Linked DNA regions of Sus scrofa: regions 2 and 3 are each linked to region 1. The links are chromatin contacts, called in public Hi-C maps. All regions are on one chromosome and are shown on one strand. The core of a region is the stretch at or near the end of the contact, and the rest is flanking DNA. Distances in the headings are between cores, read along the strand shown.

Region 1 (4,361 bases), core at 1,315-3,814:
AATATTAAGGTAATATGTGCCCTGCACCCAGAAAGCAAATATCAACTGAATTTCAAAAGACTTGTTCTGTTACTTGGGGTGATTAACAACCCTGCCCCTCTCCTGTCAGAGTCCCCTTCTAAGCATCTCAGAGATTTATCCAGGATGAGAGGAACACTTCTAAAGGGCTGAAGAATTCATATGGCTTTTATCGCAGGGGCAAACTCTTTCTGAATCCATTCCTGACCCCTATTTGGAATATCACAGGATCACGGAACCAGTTATCTTTTTCCATCATATATTATGAGAAGTCCCCTTCAATACTTTGCCAAGACTGTTGGCAAAATTAGCAGGGGTTATTAAGGAAATTAAATTGCTTTCTTGGGGGATGGGGGAGTGGGTACTAAACACACTTTCTCTCTGGCCAGAGTAGGTGAGTAGTCATTTCTAAGGTTATTTGACAGTCGGTTCACGTTTTTAAACTTGAACGGGAGAAAGAACAGGGAACCAAATCCAGATACTCCCCAGGACAGAGAGTTAAGGGTCTTTATATAAGCAAACAAATAATGTTTCCGATTATGAACAACAAGATAAAAATATGTCCACACTAAGTGCAGGCAAAAAAAAAATTTGTTGTTAATGTTTTCTATTATTGTTGTTGTTATTATTATTATTATTCTGTTGGGTAAGTCTTAATTGAGATGGAGAGCCTTGTATCAGGTTTGATATTTCAGATTCGAGGATATAAAGCTGATTGAGAAGGGATAAAACTCATGACCATCTGCACTGACAGTTGAATGTACAAAGCAAGAAAATAACTGTGTGTTGGGCTGGGGGTGGCGAATAATAAAACACCCACAAGCAGGAACGAGGTCTCCGAAAAAAGGCAGCTCTGGACTCCAGTGCTGCATCCTGCCCTTCTCCCTCATTCCTGTGGGGCAACCAGAAGGTTAAAATTAGGAGATGAACCACCCCCGCCGCAGCAGCCGGAATGGCAGGGGCAGTTGGGCCCCGGGGGCCCTGGAAATAGCCACTAGGATCGGAAACTCAACTTTCCTAGCGCAGCGGCGAGAAAAAGCAACAGGGACGAAGACGGAGAGAGAGCCGCGACTCATCCCAGAGGGAAAAAGAAAGGAACCGAGAGGATTTGGGGTGCGTGTGTTCTGGGGGTCAGGGGGTGGGAGCTGGATTCACAAACACACATGCACTCGCACGACCTCTGGAGAAAATGCCACAGACCAGTTTGAGCCACATGTTGGGCTCTTTAAACAAAATAATAAATTAATAAATTAAAAAAAAAAAAACACCTTTCAGTGAAACTTTTCTTGCTTCGCTATCAGTCCAAATAGGGGAGCTGCGGGTGTGCGAAGGGGCTTCCTGAGGGGCGTGGAGGGAGTGGCGGATCCAGGACCCCCCAAATTTAGGAATGCGGGGGTCACAAGTGAGAGCGCTCAGAGTATCCGAGGGAGGAGCTCTAAACGCGAGGATTTGGGGTGGAAAGGTGAGAAACGGGTCTCTGGTAAGCCCAATTCTTGGGGATTTTGTGGCCATAGAGTGAGAAGGGGGGTTCCTGTTCTAGACCGGCGCACTGACTTTGTATTAAAAAGCGAGAATGGAGTTACAGGCAGCCCTCAAATTCAGTATTTGGGAGCAGGGTCAAAACGAGAAGCTCCCCGGGTCACCTCAATCCAGGAATTTGAGGGTGAAGGTTAGAACGAATCTTTTAGGCCCTCCCAATTCAGGAATTTGAGGTTGAGCGTGAGAAAAGGGCCCCATGGGTGCCCCAATTTCAGAGATTTGGGGAGTAAACAGGAGGAGTCTCCAGGCGCCTTCAATTCAGGGAGTTTTAAATATAAGAGTTCGAAAGAAGTTGCCAAAGAGTCCCCAGTTCAGAGAGTCTAGGGTAAAGAGTGCGAAAGGGGTCCTCCGGCACCCCCAGTTTAAGGATTTGAGGGATAAAAGAGAGAAGAGGTTCCCCAGGAGCCCCAAATTCCGGATGTTTGAAAGTAAAAGTTTGAGAGGGGTTCCAGGGGCGCCCCCAACTCGGGGATTTTTAGGGTAAGAGTGAAATAGGGCTCTTGGGGGGCCCCAACTCCGGAAGTTTTGTGAGAAGTGAGGCGATGAGTCCCCCCACCTCTCCCCGAATTTGGTTAAAAGGAAAAAGGGGTCCCTGGGCGCCCCAAACTCAGCCGCGCCTTCGGGACTCGGGGTACAGAGGTAGGTCCCACGGACGCGCCATCCCGGACGTTTGGGGTGAACGGCAAGGACTGGGCTGCCCACTCCCGACCCCTCGATCGCGGTCCCCGCCGCCCCCCGCACTCCCCGGCCGGGCAGGGCCCGGGACGGTCGCATCGGTCACCTGGAGTTCGGGCCGGGAGTTCGGGCAACGGCTCCCGCGGCGGCGGCGGCTGCTGCTGCGTGTTGGTCCCCGTTGGTAAGTAACAGTCTCCACGGCTACAGTCTCTATGGCGGCGGCGGCGGTGGCGGCGGCGGCCGCTCCTCCTCCCGCTCCCGGCGCCCGCCCGCTTGCCCGCCTGCTAGCCCGCCTCGCGCTGCCTGCCCTCCTGCCGCGACGGGGCGGGGCGTTGTTATCGGCAACGGTTACCAGGTTCCACGCCCCACCCCCTCAACGGCCCGCCCATGCCCGCCTCCAACGGGCGCTGTAGGGGCGGGGCGCAAGGCCTCGAGGCTCTCCATTGGCTGCCCTAAGTGCCTGTCAGAGGGGGCGTTCCCCGGCAAGGAAGAGGGCGAGGCCCGACCAATTGCCGCGAGGAAGGGCGGGGCTGGCGGGAGGCGCGCGGTTCCGAGGGTTCGCAAGCGGTAGGCGCGGGCGGGCCGGGTGCTGGTGGCGCAGCTCCAAAGGCAGAGTTTAGGGGTCCCAGGGGCCTTCGCCTATTACAAAGATGATTGTCGGGCGTCCTCGAACAGTCTGGGTCCGAGGTCAGCAAATTCTGACCAGTGGACCAGATATAGCCCACTACCCTATTTTCATGGCCCACAAACTGGGAATTTTAAAATATTTTTTTAAGTGGTTAAAAAGAAAAAAATCAAAGGAAGAATCTTTTGTGGCATGTGGAAACTATATGAAAGTCGGTGGCAGACTATAGGCCCTGGGCCAAATTCTGCGCGCCTAGAGGCCCCCCCCCATGACTCCTCCCACCACCCTGCCTCGGCGTTATTAAGGGACATAGAAGGCTGCTTTCACGCCACAGGGAGAGATGGATAGTAAAGAGCTGAGTATTTGCACGACAATGGGATGACTTAAGCAAAGTATAAAATATTTTCTATTTGGCCCTGCACAGGCCAAACTTTTTTTCTACTCCCTAATAGTAGGTTCAACTTTTGAATGGGACAAACAAGGGACTCTCTTAGAGTTTTTACTGGAGCGGGGGGTGGATTGACAATAAACAATAAAAAAGCAAATATACAGTTATTTGGGAGAAGGGACTGGAACACTAGGAGAAAAAGCATGTTCTGAGAAGAGGCAGACAGGGCAATTTAAGGGAAGATTAGATTTCAGCCTCATTCATTCATTTGAATAATCATATTAGTCAACAGTGACTAAACTGTCCTTAATGCCAGAAAGTGATCTGAGCATTTTTCGTATGCTAACTCAGTCAAATCTCACGAGAAAGAGACTATTATCTCTATTATGCTTTATTCCCATTCAGAGGTTGGGAAAGAATGAGAGAATTTATATCAAACATCCATAAAGGTTTCAAACTCCAGGGGTCTGTCACCAAATCCCACACCCTTGACCACTAGATGGGTGGTTTTCAAACATTTTTGACCACAAGGCACAGCAGGAAATACATGTTACTCCAAGTCCCAGTCCACGCAAATGTATATGTAACCAAAACAGTATTTTCATGACATGATACTTTAGGTAATGCTGATTTTTTTCTATTCTGTTTTAATGAAAATGCTGACAGTGACTTAGCTACGTTGATTTCTCCACCATCTGATAGGTTGTTTCTTAAAGATTTTCATGTGATGGATTTTTTTTTTTCCCCTTTTTAGGGGCAAACCTGCGGCATATGGAAGTTCCCGGGCTAGGGGTCGAATCAGAGCTGCAGCTGCTGGCCACAGCCACAGCCACTCGGGATCTGTGCTGCATCTGCAACCTACACTACAGCTTGTAGCTGTGCCGGATCCTTAACCCATTGAACGAGGCCATTGATCAAACCTGCATCCTCATGGACACTATGTCAAGGTTCTTTAACCTGCTGAGTCACAACAGGACTCTTCATGTGATGGAATCTTAGGTGTAAGACTGCAGGAGTCAGTTTCTGTTCTTCAATTATTTATTTAGTCAAAAATACTCATTGAGGAATTCCCATCATGGCTCAGCAGAAACGAATCTGACTAGCATCCATGAGGAC
Region 2 (4,361 bases), core at 490-2,989, 54 kb before region 1:
AATGGTGGGCTGGGGACAACTGCTGCTCACTTGCCAATATGATCAGGCTTAACCATTGTCAAGGGACCACACTCCCCAGAAACTGCCCAGTATCCCCTGAGGATCAGATTCAACCCTGGTTGAGAACCACTGGCCTAGAGAGAAAATAGTTGAGAGCAGAGGAAAGAAATGGCACATTGCTTTGGGCTGGAGAAAAGTCCTCAAGCATTTCAGCAATAAGGAAAAGGGCCCTCTGTTCCTTCGCCCATGAGAAAGCGTAAAACTATTTCTTTGTAGTCAGGCACAGACAGTCTTGCAAAAAGGTAGTTTAAAACTTCTCTGCCAAAAGATTCATTTAACCTCAGCACAAAGTGGCAGATGATACAAATGGTCACTCCAGGAAAATGCTAAAAGTCAAACTCGTCACTTGGTTTTTGTTTTGTTTTTTTTTTTTCAGGCCATGCCTTCAGCATATGGAAATTCCTGGGCCAGGGAACCAGCACCATAGCAGTGACCCATGCCACAGCAATGACAACATTGGATCCTTGACCCTGAGCCACGAGGGAACTCTGAAAGCGCTTCATTTTAAAATAAACACTGGCTAGGCTACCTTAGGGCTTTGAGAAGCATTTTATTTTTTTATTTTTTATTTTTTTGTCTTTTGTCTTTTTAGGGCCGCACCTGCAGCACATGGAGGTCCCCAGGCTAGGGGTCTAATCGGAGCTATAGCTGCCAGCCTATACCATAGCCACAGCAACGCAGGATCCGAGCTGCATCTGCAACCTACACCACAGCTCATGGCAATGCCAGATCCCTAACCCACTGAGCAAGGCCAGGAATCAAACCTGCAACCTCATGGTTCCTAGTCAGATTCGTTTCCACTGTGCCATGACAGGAACTCCTGAGAAGCATTTTAATACGAAAACTGCAGAGAGAAGAAGTAGCGTTATGGTCAGATACACCTGTCCCCATCCCTCTCCCTCCTGGCCGTGGCTCTGAGCACGTTCACCCATCAGTGGCGTCTCTGGGCTCCTAATTCCCAGAGAGGCTGGAACAACAAGGCACCAAGACACACTGCCCAGGACATACTGTCATATATGTTTCTGTATAGCCCCAAGAGTCCCCACCTCTGATAATGAATGGAGGTTTGTTTTTTTTTTTTAGCTTTGTTTTTAAAATACAAAGAAAAACTGATAATAGATTAAAATAATTTGCCTAAGGGAAGCAGAAGTGGGTATGCACTTGGATCTGAGAGTGTTGGCTCGACCCCATTTTTAGTGACCATGCTGTGACTCCCCCATCTCACTCCCAAATACCACTGGATGGACTGTGGCCGTGCTCGTGGCATTCTTCTTTCCCATGACCTTGACTCACTTCTCACCACCAGATGTCCCCAGAGCTACGCAGTGACTGGTGCCCCTTACTTTCTTTGCCTCTTTCTGAGGAGGAGGAAGAGGAGATTGTGAATTTCCAATAATGTATTGCCTGGATCTTCAACTCTCTCTGCCTTCCTGATGGAACTGACCTATGGAATTATTCTGTTGGAATTTGCTTAATCGAGGTCCCTTAGTTTTCTCTGACCTTTAAACCCATCATATGGCCCCGCTATATCACTTTACTCCCATCTGAAGCCAGGTGGGTAACTTCAGTGGCACTAGGAAGAAATGGACTAGAACTCTCCATGTAACAAATCCACTAGTGAGAAAGTGAGAAGGCTGACTTCATTGAGACCAGTTTCATGTTCCACAGCTTAAGTCTTATGAAAACAAGAAGGGGTTGTGAAAAGCTGGGATAGATGGTAGGCCCATGCTCTGCTTACTGTGGCCAGAACGCACCCTCCAGAATGCAAGTTATTCAAGATCACATGCAGTTTTGATGTTAGGGTGTTCCCTAGTCTAACACGCCCCTGACCAGGCCCTGGCTGTCTATCACACTGCTTAGCGGATATTGTTTAGACCAGAGTCAGAAAACTTCTTCTGTAAAGGACTAGAGACTTTGGGGCCCAGCTGGTCTCTGTTGCGACCACTAGACTTTGCCATCATGGCACAAGAGCAGCCATGGCTGACAATGAATGATCCCGGCCGTGTTCTAATAAAACTTTATTTGTAAAAACAGGCGATCAGCCAGGTTTGACCCATGGGCCACAGTTGCTGGTCACTGGTCCATATAATTTGGGCTTGATAAAGCAATGTGGTTTTGGAAGATGGGTAGAAAAATTACACTTCCTGGATTCAAAGCCTTGAGGCCTGGTGGCCCTTGATCCAGCACATAGTTCTGGGGCCACATCTCACCAACATGACAAGACTGAAGGGGGCCCCAGAGCGCCACCCAAATTGTTAGGAGGGTGGGGCTATTGACATTTAAAGACAAACAGAGGGGTTTCATTGTGGTGCAATAGGTTAAGGATCTGGTGTTGTTGCTGCAGTGGTTTGATTGCTACTGTGGTGCAAGTTTGATCCCTGGCCCTGGGACTTCCACATGTTGCAGGCATAGCCAAAAAAAAAAAAAAAAAAAAAAAAAAAAAAAAAAAAAAAGGCAAAAGGAAATATCAGACACTGACCTGAAATGACAGTGGTATTCCTGAAGCTTACAATGTTGCTAATAAAATTGATTTATCAAATCCCGGAATCCTGGAAGCCAGATGTATCCCTTAAACTTAAGATGGGATTTTTGGACACAATGGACAGATCACTCTGGAGAGCTGGAGTGGGTTGAATACTGTCCCTCCACATTCACATCCACCCAAATCTCAGACTGTGACCTCATTTGGAAATAGTGTCTTTGCAGATGCACTCAAGGAAAGGATGGAGGTGAGATCATACTGCATTAGGGTGGACCTTTAATCCAGTGACACTGCTCTTGTAATAGAAAAAAAGGATGCACAGGGAAGAGGCCATGTGATGATGGAGGCAGAGACTAGAGTGATGCCAAGGAATGCCAAAGACTGCCAGGTCCACTAGAGTTCGAAGAGGCAAGAAGGATTCTCCCTTAGAGGGATCCAGAATTGTGATAGAATAAGTTTTTGTTGTTTGAAGGCATCCAGTTTGTGGTCCTTTGAATGGCAGCCCCACGAAATTCACACAGGGGTCCCTACAATGCATCCCATATAGAATCCTTCCTCACCCACCTAAGATAATCAAGGTTGTAGGTTGCACATAAGCTGATCTGGTTTCCTTAAAAAATGTTTTATTTTGGTCCATTAATCAAGGGTTCTTGACACATTAAAGTTTAGGTGTTTTTTTTTTTAAAGAAAAGTAGTTTTTAAAAGGTATGCAACAGAGCATTGTCTTTTAGGAATGATGGAGCAAATTGGTTGGACTAACTCCTCCTAACAACTATAAAATCTAGACAAGTGGGGTTTTTTGTTTGTTTGTTTGTTTGTTTGTTTTCAAAGCAACTATTTAATGACACTAGAGGGTGACCAAAGCAGTCAGACATTGCCAGGGAGCCTACCTTTGAAGGACCACTGTCATTGGTTAGTGACTCTGGCTTTTTGCTTGAGGGCATGCCTCAATCCACAAATGCTTAGGTGGCAGAAATCGGCAGCTTGGTTGTCTTGATGTTTATAATATTGAGAGGGAATTTGGGAAGAAAGTGAGCCACAGAGGGGGTGAACTTCCAAATCCGACTACAGGGTCCACCCAAATCTTTAGCCAACTGGGGTAGACATGGGAGTCTTGGTGAAAAACCAGCAGTACATAGATGAAAAAAGCTATGAGGAGATTTCAGCTGTTACTTGCTTCAGCCAAGTTAAAGAGAGGACTCAGTCAGGGGAACAGAGAATCTAGAGATTCTACAATGTATCAATCATGATATCTAGAATCCAATAAAGAATATGAGAAGAAATAGGAAATTGTGACTCTTACTAAAGAAAAAAAAGAGAGAAGTCAGTTACAGCCAAACTAAGTTAATCCATGTGATACAGACAAAGCAGCTACTAAAAATATGCTTCAAGAACTGAAAGGAAGTTATACACACAATGAATGAACATATGAGAATTTCAATGGAGGAACAGAAATTTTAAAGAAGGACCAAGTAGAAATTTGGGAGCTGAAAAGCACAGTAATTAAAATGGCAATTTCACTGGAGAGGCTTAATGGCTGATTAGAGATGTAGAGGAAGAGTCAGTGAACTTGAAGATAGATCAATAGAACCCAGTCTGAAAAATGGAGAGAAAAACAAATGAAGAAAAATGAACAGAACATGTAGTCTAACATACATATAGCTGAAGTCCCAGAAGAAAAGGGCAAAATATATATTTGAAGAATGGCCATATGCCTCTTAAATTTGGTGAAAGACATCAACTTACAGGTCCCAGAAGCTCAACAAACTCAAGAAAGATAAATATAAAGAAAATCAACTGAGGTGTGGCATAGTTAAAC
Region 3 (4,361 bases), core at 1,113-3,612, 37 kb before region 1:
CAGCCCCCGGAATGTTAGCCATCATGATCCTCTAGACATATTTTGGAGTGAGCAGGTGGAAGAGGGCCCTGCTGAGTGGGGCTGCCCCTGGTGCTGCCCACCTTCACCAGGCTGGCCGCCAGCTCTGCCTTCCACTGGAGGGTCTCTGGCCCCAGGGTCTCAGGCTCAGTTTCTTTTCTTCTTCTTTTCTTTTTCGACCAACTGCAGCACATGGAGCTCCGGGATCAGGGATCAGACCAATCTAGGCCGCAGCTGGGCTATGCCAGATCCTTAACCCACTGTGCAGGGCTGAGGATCGAACCGCGTCTCAGTGCTCCCAAGACGCCACCGATCTCGTTGTGTTGGGTGCAGTTTCACTGGTGTCCTACTTTTGTGTTATGGCAGGTGGGGAAGGTACTGATTTAACTCATCCCCTCTCCACTGTCCAAGTCATCAGAGCACCCCACACAGCAGAGGGAGGAGGATGACAAGGGACAGGCCTGGAGCTTCTTCATTGACAGCATCTTCTGGAGTGATTCTGGTGACAACCCAGCACAGGATGGTGCTGCCTGGCACCAGGGCACTTCCTGTCCCCCTCACCATCCCCAGGGACGGCCAGTAACCACAGGTGACAGGCAGTACTTCTGTGACGGATCTGGGTAAGACGAAGCTGGCTTTATCTTACCAATAGCACACCCGGGACCCACTAGTTTACCCCCACCTCCCCTCTCCATTGTCACTTTACCTAAAAATGAAGAACTTACACTTGAAATCACGGCACTGGAGGGGCCTTAAAATCTCCTAGCACAGCTCTTTCACCACATGGAGGAATGATCTAACCCAGAGACCTTAGGTGCCCAAGCTGCAAGGTCTGATGTGGGGGGAAAGAAGTTCCATGGGAAACTTTTTAAATGATCGATTTTTTAAAAAAATTTTTAAAAATCAGGATACAATTCCTGAAAAAAATGACTGGCCCAAACTGGGACCAGGGAGTTCCCTGGTTGCCTAGTGGTTAAGGACACAGCATTGTCACCACTGTCGCAAGGGTCACTGCTGTGGTTCGGGTTCAACCCCTGGCCCAGGAACTTCCGTATACTGTAGGCACCTCTAAAAAAACAAAACAAAATAAGAACAAAACCAAAAAACTAAGACCAAGTACGAAACAATTTTCTGGATTGCAGAATATCCTTTCTTTTGGAAGGATCTACCTTTCTTAATGTAAAATGATCTACAACTATCCTGCTGCAACTAGCTGTGGGAAGAATCATGGTTTTTTGGTTTTTTTAAGGGCTACTCCTGCAGCACATAGAAGTTCCCAGGCCAAACCACGTCTGTGACCTATACCACAACTCACGGCAACGCTGGGTCCTTGACCCACTGAGTGGGGTCAGGGATCAAACCCATGTCCTCATGGATCCTATTGAGTTTCATTTCCACTGAGCTACAATGGGAACTCCCAGAACCATGTACTCTAATTAATCTTTGGGGGAATCTTCATGTAAGTCAGAACTTACTCATTTTGATTCCAGCAACACTTGATGTAACTGGATTTTAATTACTGCATCTAATAGGGATGGCAGCTAATAAGTTTTTTTTTTTAATAGCTTGCTTTATTTATTATAGAACACAGATGCCATCCTATTATAAGTTTGGGTTGCAAAGGCAAATAGGGAAAGTTGTTCAGATACTTTAAAATCACCACAAGGAGTTCCCGTCGTGGCGCAGTGGTTAACGAATCCGACTAGGAACCATGAGGTTGCGGGTTCGATCCCTGCCCTTGCTCAGTGGGTTAACGATCCAGCGTTGCCGTGAGCTGTGGTGTAGGTTGCAGATGCGGCTCGGATCCCGCGTTGCTGTGGCTCTGGCGTAGGCCGGTGGCTACAGCTCCGATTCGACCCCTAGCCTGGGAACCTCCATGTGCCGCGGGAACGGCCCAAGAAATGGCAAAAAAAAAAAAAAAAAAAAAAAGGACAAAATAAATAAATAAATAAATAAAAAATAATAAAATAAAATAAAATCATCACAAGACATTAGCTAGAAGGCTGGTACAAAGGAGCAGTCAACATGTGGTTCGTTGGGGCATTCAGCCACAGAGCGGATCATCCTTCAAAAAGAAACAAAAATGCAGACGACTAAGCAAGTCTCCCCATGAGGGCTGTTTTACTGACTGTGGGCTGCCGTGTTCTGATACAGGCGGCGCTTCTGTGGTTGCTGCTGCATTAGTCAGATGGACTGCACTTGAGATGAATAAGGCAGGATCGAATCCCCACCAAAAACTTGCCCTGACTAACATTTCTCAATTTATAGCCCTAGCTGGTGGGCGGGGGTGGAGGGTGGCGCAGGGAGGAGGGAAAGAAATGTGTCACCAGCTTTGAATGACTACCAGGAGCCATGTTTACCTAAGCAACGGACCCGGTAAACAATCGCTATCTCTAGTGGAGGAGTGACACTGTTTTGATCAAAATCCACCCCAGTGGCTGCAAAGTGCCCCTCAGCAGAGTGAGGATTTAGTGGAAACCTGTTGGCTTCCCCTAATAAGCCTGATGGTCCCACTGCCCCGAGTGTCACCTCAGTTCCCAACTTCTTAAGAGCGATATTGAAGAACCGGAGGTTGGGGGTCCGGTTTTCATCACCAGCCAACCTCGAATGTGACTGTCTTTGCCTGTGAGCTGTCAGGGTTCAACGCCTGGCTTTTCTGATATTCTTGAGCAACAGGAGTAAAAACTTCATGCTGAAAAGCGTCTGAGGAGTTGCTGCTTATCAGTGACATGTGTTAAGTAGGTTGGACAGGTAATGATTTTATAAACACAAGGAATTAGATCAAAAAAGACATTCCACTTAAGTCTGAAATAAGTCTCCAGTTGAGAGTGATCTAGGACATGTTCAAGTGGCTAAAAGTTTTTCCCCAACAGCTCCTCTTGATTTATACAGATGAGATGTCAATGTGACAATACGCTTTCTTCGAAGTAGACCCCAGGTGGACCCAGGTCTACCTGTCGTGGCAAATTAAACATCATTTCACCAGAGAAAAATATATGCAGATGTTCAATTAAAACCTGGAGTCCGCAGTCCTGGCGCTGTTTGCCGGCCCTCATTGTTTGCTGAGTAACAACGGTTGCCAGGGACGACGCAGTCCACTCCCGTCTCCAAGAGCCTGTTGCTGGGCAACGGCGAGAATACTTCCCAAACCAAACAATGTCATCCCCGGAGCAATCCCCTCTATCTCACATTAACCAGATCTAAAAAAAAACCCTCCCAAATATGTAATCTATTATTTTCAGAAGCCCGAAGAGAAAGGCAAATAATCTCCTCTCTATAGTAACCAAGGGGAAAACAGTTTACCATATTTGTTCTGAAATAACAAAACCCAAGAAGGACCAACTCTCTCCTCGGAAAGCATCCCAGGAGGGACTTGTTCAATCCTTCCTAGCGCTGGGAGGAGAGAGTGCCTTTTTCTCCAAGAGGAAAGAATTTATTTATCATCAAGCAAACAATATGGGGCAGCTCAGAGCTGCACCCAGGTTTTCCGTGCAGTGATTAGACAAACTGAAACAACCCAGGGATTAAGCTATTTGAAAAACACGTAAGAACAGAGGAGTAGATACCTAATTAAAAAGACTTTTGAGAACGTCAACTGCGCATGAAATAGGTACAAATAGAACTGTGGATTCAGCATTAGAAACACCTCCTGGGACCGTCCCGGAAGAAACTTGCAGCATCTGGCGCCCCGGTGCCTGCTCTTGCTGCCCCACTCAGAGAGGGGAGGCTCTTGGAAGAGGAAGCCAGGCCATATCGGGGCCCCCAGATGGCAGGAAGCACAGGAACACACAGCCCCGGAAAGAGGCGGCAGGGAGGTCCCTTGTGTTGGCTAATCTTGACCCGCAGAGAAAAGAAAATGAGCTGAACTCAAAGCCAACAGGGTTCCAGCTCTGCGGAGCAGTGCGGGCTGCACATGGACCCTCGAGGCTCTGGGACGGAGAAAGGGAGAGGGCAGCACCCTGTCTTTCTTACAAGGGGAGTGTAGAGTTCTAGGCCATGGTCTTATTTTGGGGAAGGGCGGCCAAGGATCTTAAAACATGAGGACTGAATGGGAAGCATGTGGCTTCAGTGACAAGGGTCAACATTTGACTGATTGATTGATTGATTGATTGATTGATTTTGCACAGAAACTCTGTCTTCTTAAGGTGGCAGCCGGGAGTTGCTCCTGTTATAAGCAGGACAGAATGGATGCATGTGCCTGAGAAGGGAAGGTGGATTCCCATGCTGTTAGCATCTGAACCTGGGCTCCAGGGAGACCAGGAATTTGAGGCCAGACTCTTGGGCCGTTACCTCGTAGCTAAGTGGTAATGTGGACTGGTGACCATGCTGGTCCCTAGTTCTGG

Evidence for each region. Hi-C and Micro-C count contacts between places; a contact is called where the count stands out from the background.
Region 2: a contact with region 1 is called in a Hi-C map of retroperitoneal adipose tissue, with 2.0 times the contacts expected there. The contact joins the enhancer-like site here to the promoter of RFX2 in region 1. A contact is called at or near these places in 1 of 5 promoter capture datasets (liver), 11 of 47 Hi-C or Micro-C datasets (adipose tissue, embryonic fibroblasts, fetal heart ventricle and 7 more) and 2 of 2 datasets of contacts at active chromatin or transcription factors (alveolar macrophages and skeletal muscle).
Region 3: a Hi-C map of mesenteric adipose tissue shows a contact between it and region 1, with 1.7 times the contacts expected there. The contact joins the enhancer-like site here to the promoter of RFX2 in region 1. A contact is called at or near these places in 1 of 5 promoter capture datasets (liver), 12 of 47 Hi-C or Micro-C datasets (adipose tissue, brain, embryonic fibroblasts and 8 more) and 1 of 2 datasets of contacts at active chromatin or transcription factors (skeletal muscle).

What each region holds. Positions count from the first base shown.
Region 1 is chr2:72,948,062-72,952,422 of Sscrofa11.1, reverse strand. It overlaps RFX2 (DNA-binding protein RFX2), which reads right to left and starts at 2,564. Exons shown (of 17, transcript XM_021083998.1): 1 at 2,339-2,564.
Region 2 is chr2:73,001,104-73,005,464 of Sscrofa11.1, reverse strand. All of the region lies in intron 1 of RFX2 (DNA-binding protein RFX2), which reads right to left. Among named protein-coding and RNA genes, the nearest start is that of RFX2, 53 kb to the right of the region's middle. Within about 2 kb of position 1,739, at least 1 of the 83 cell types and tissues checked has an H3K27ac peak or open chromatin away from gene starts, as enhancers often do. A contact at or near this core is called in retroperitoneal adipose tissue, where this site is marked.
Region 3 is chr2:72,984,697-72,989,057 of Sscrofa11.1, reverse strand. The region is part of intron 1 of RFX2 (DNA-binding protein RFX2); the gene reads right to left. Among named protein-coding and RNA genes, the nearest start is that of RFX2, 37 kb to the right of the region's middle. Within about 2 kb of position 2,362, at least 47 of the 83 cell types and tissues checked have an H3K27ac peak or open chromatin away from gene starts, as enhancers often do. A contact at or near this core is called in adipose tissue, embryonic fibroblasts, fetal skeletal muscle and 5 more, where this site is marked.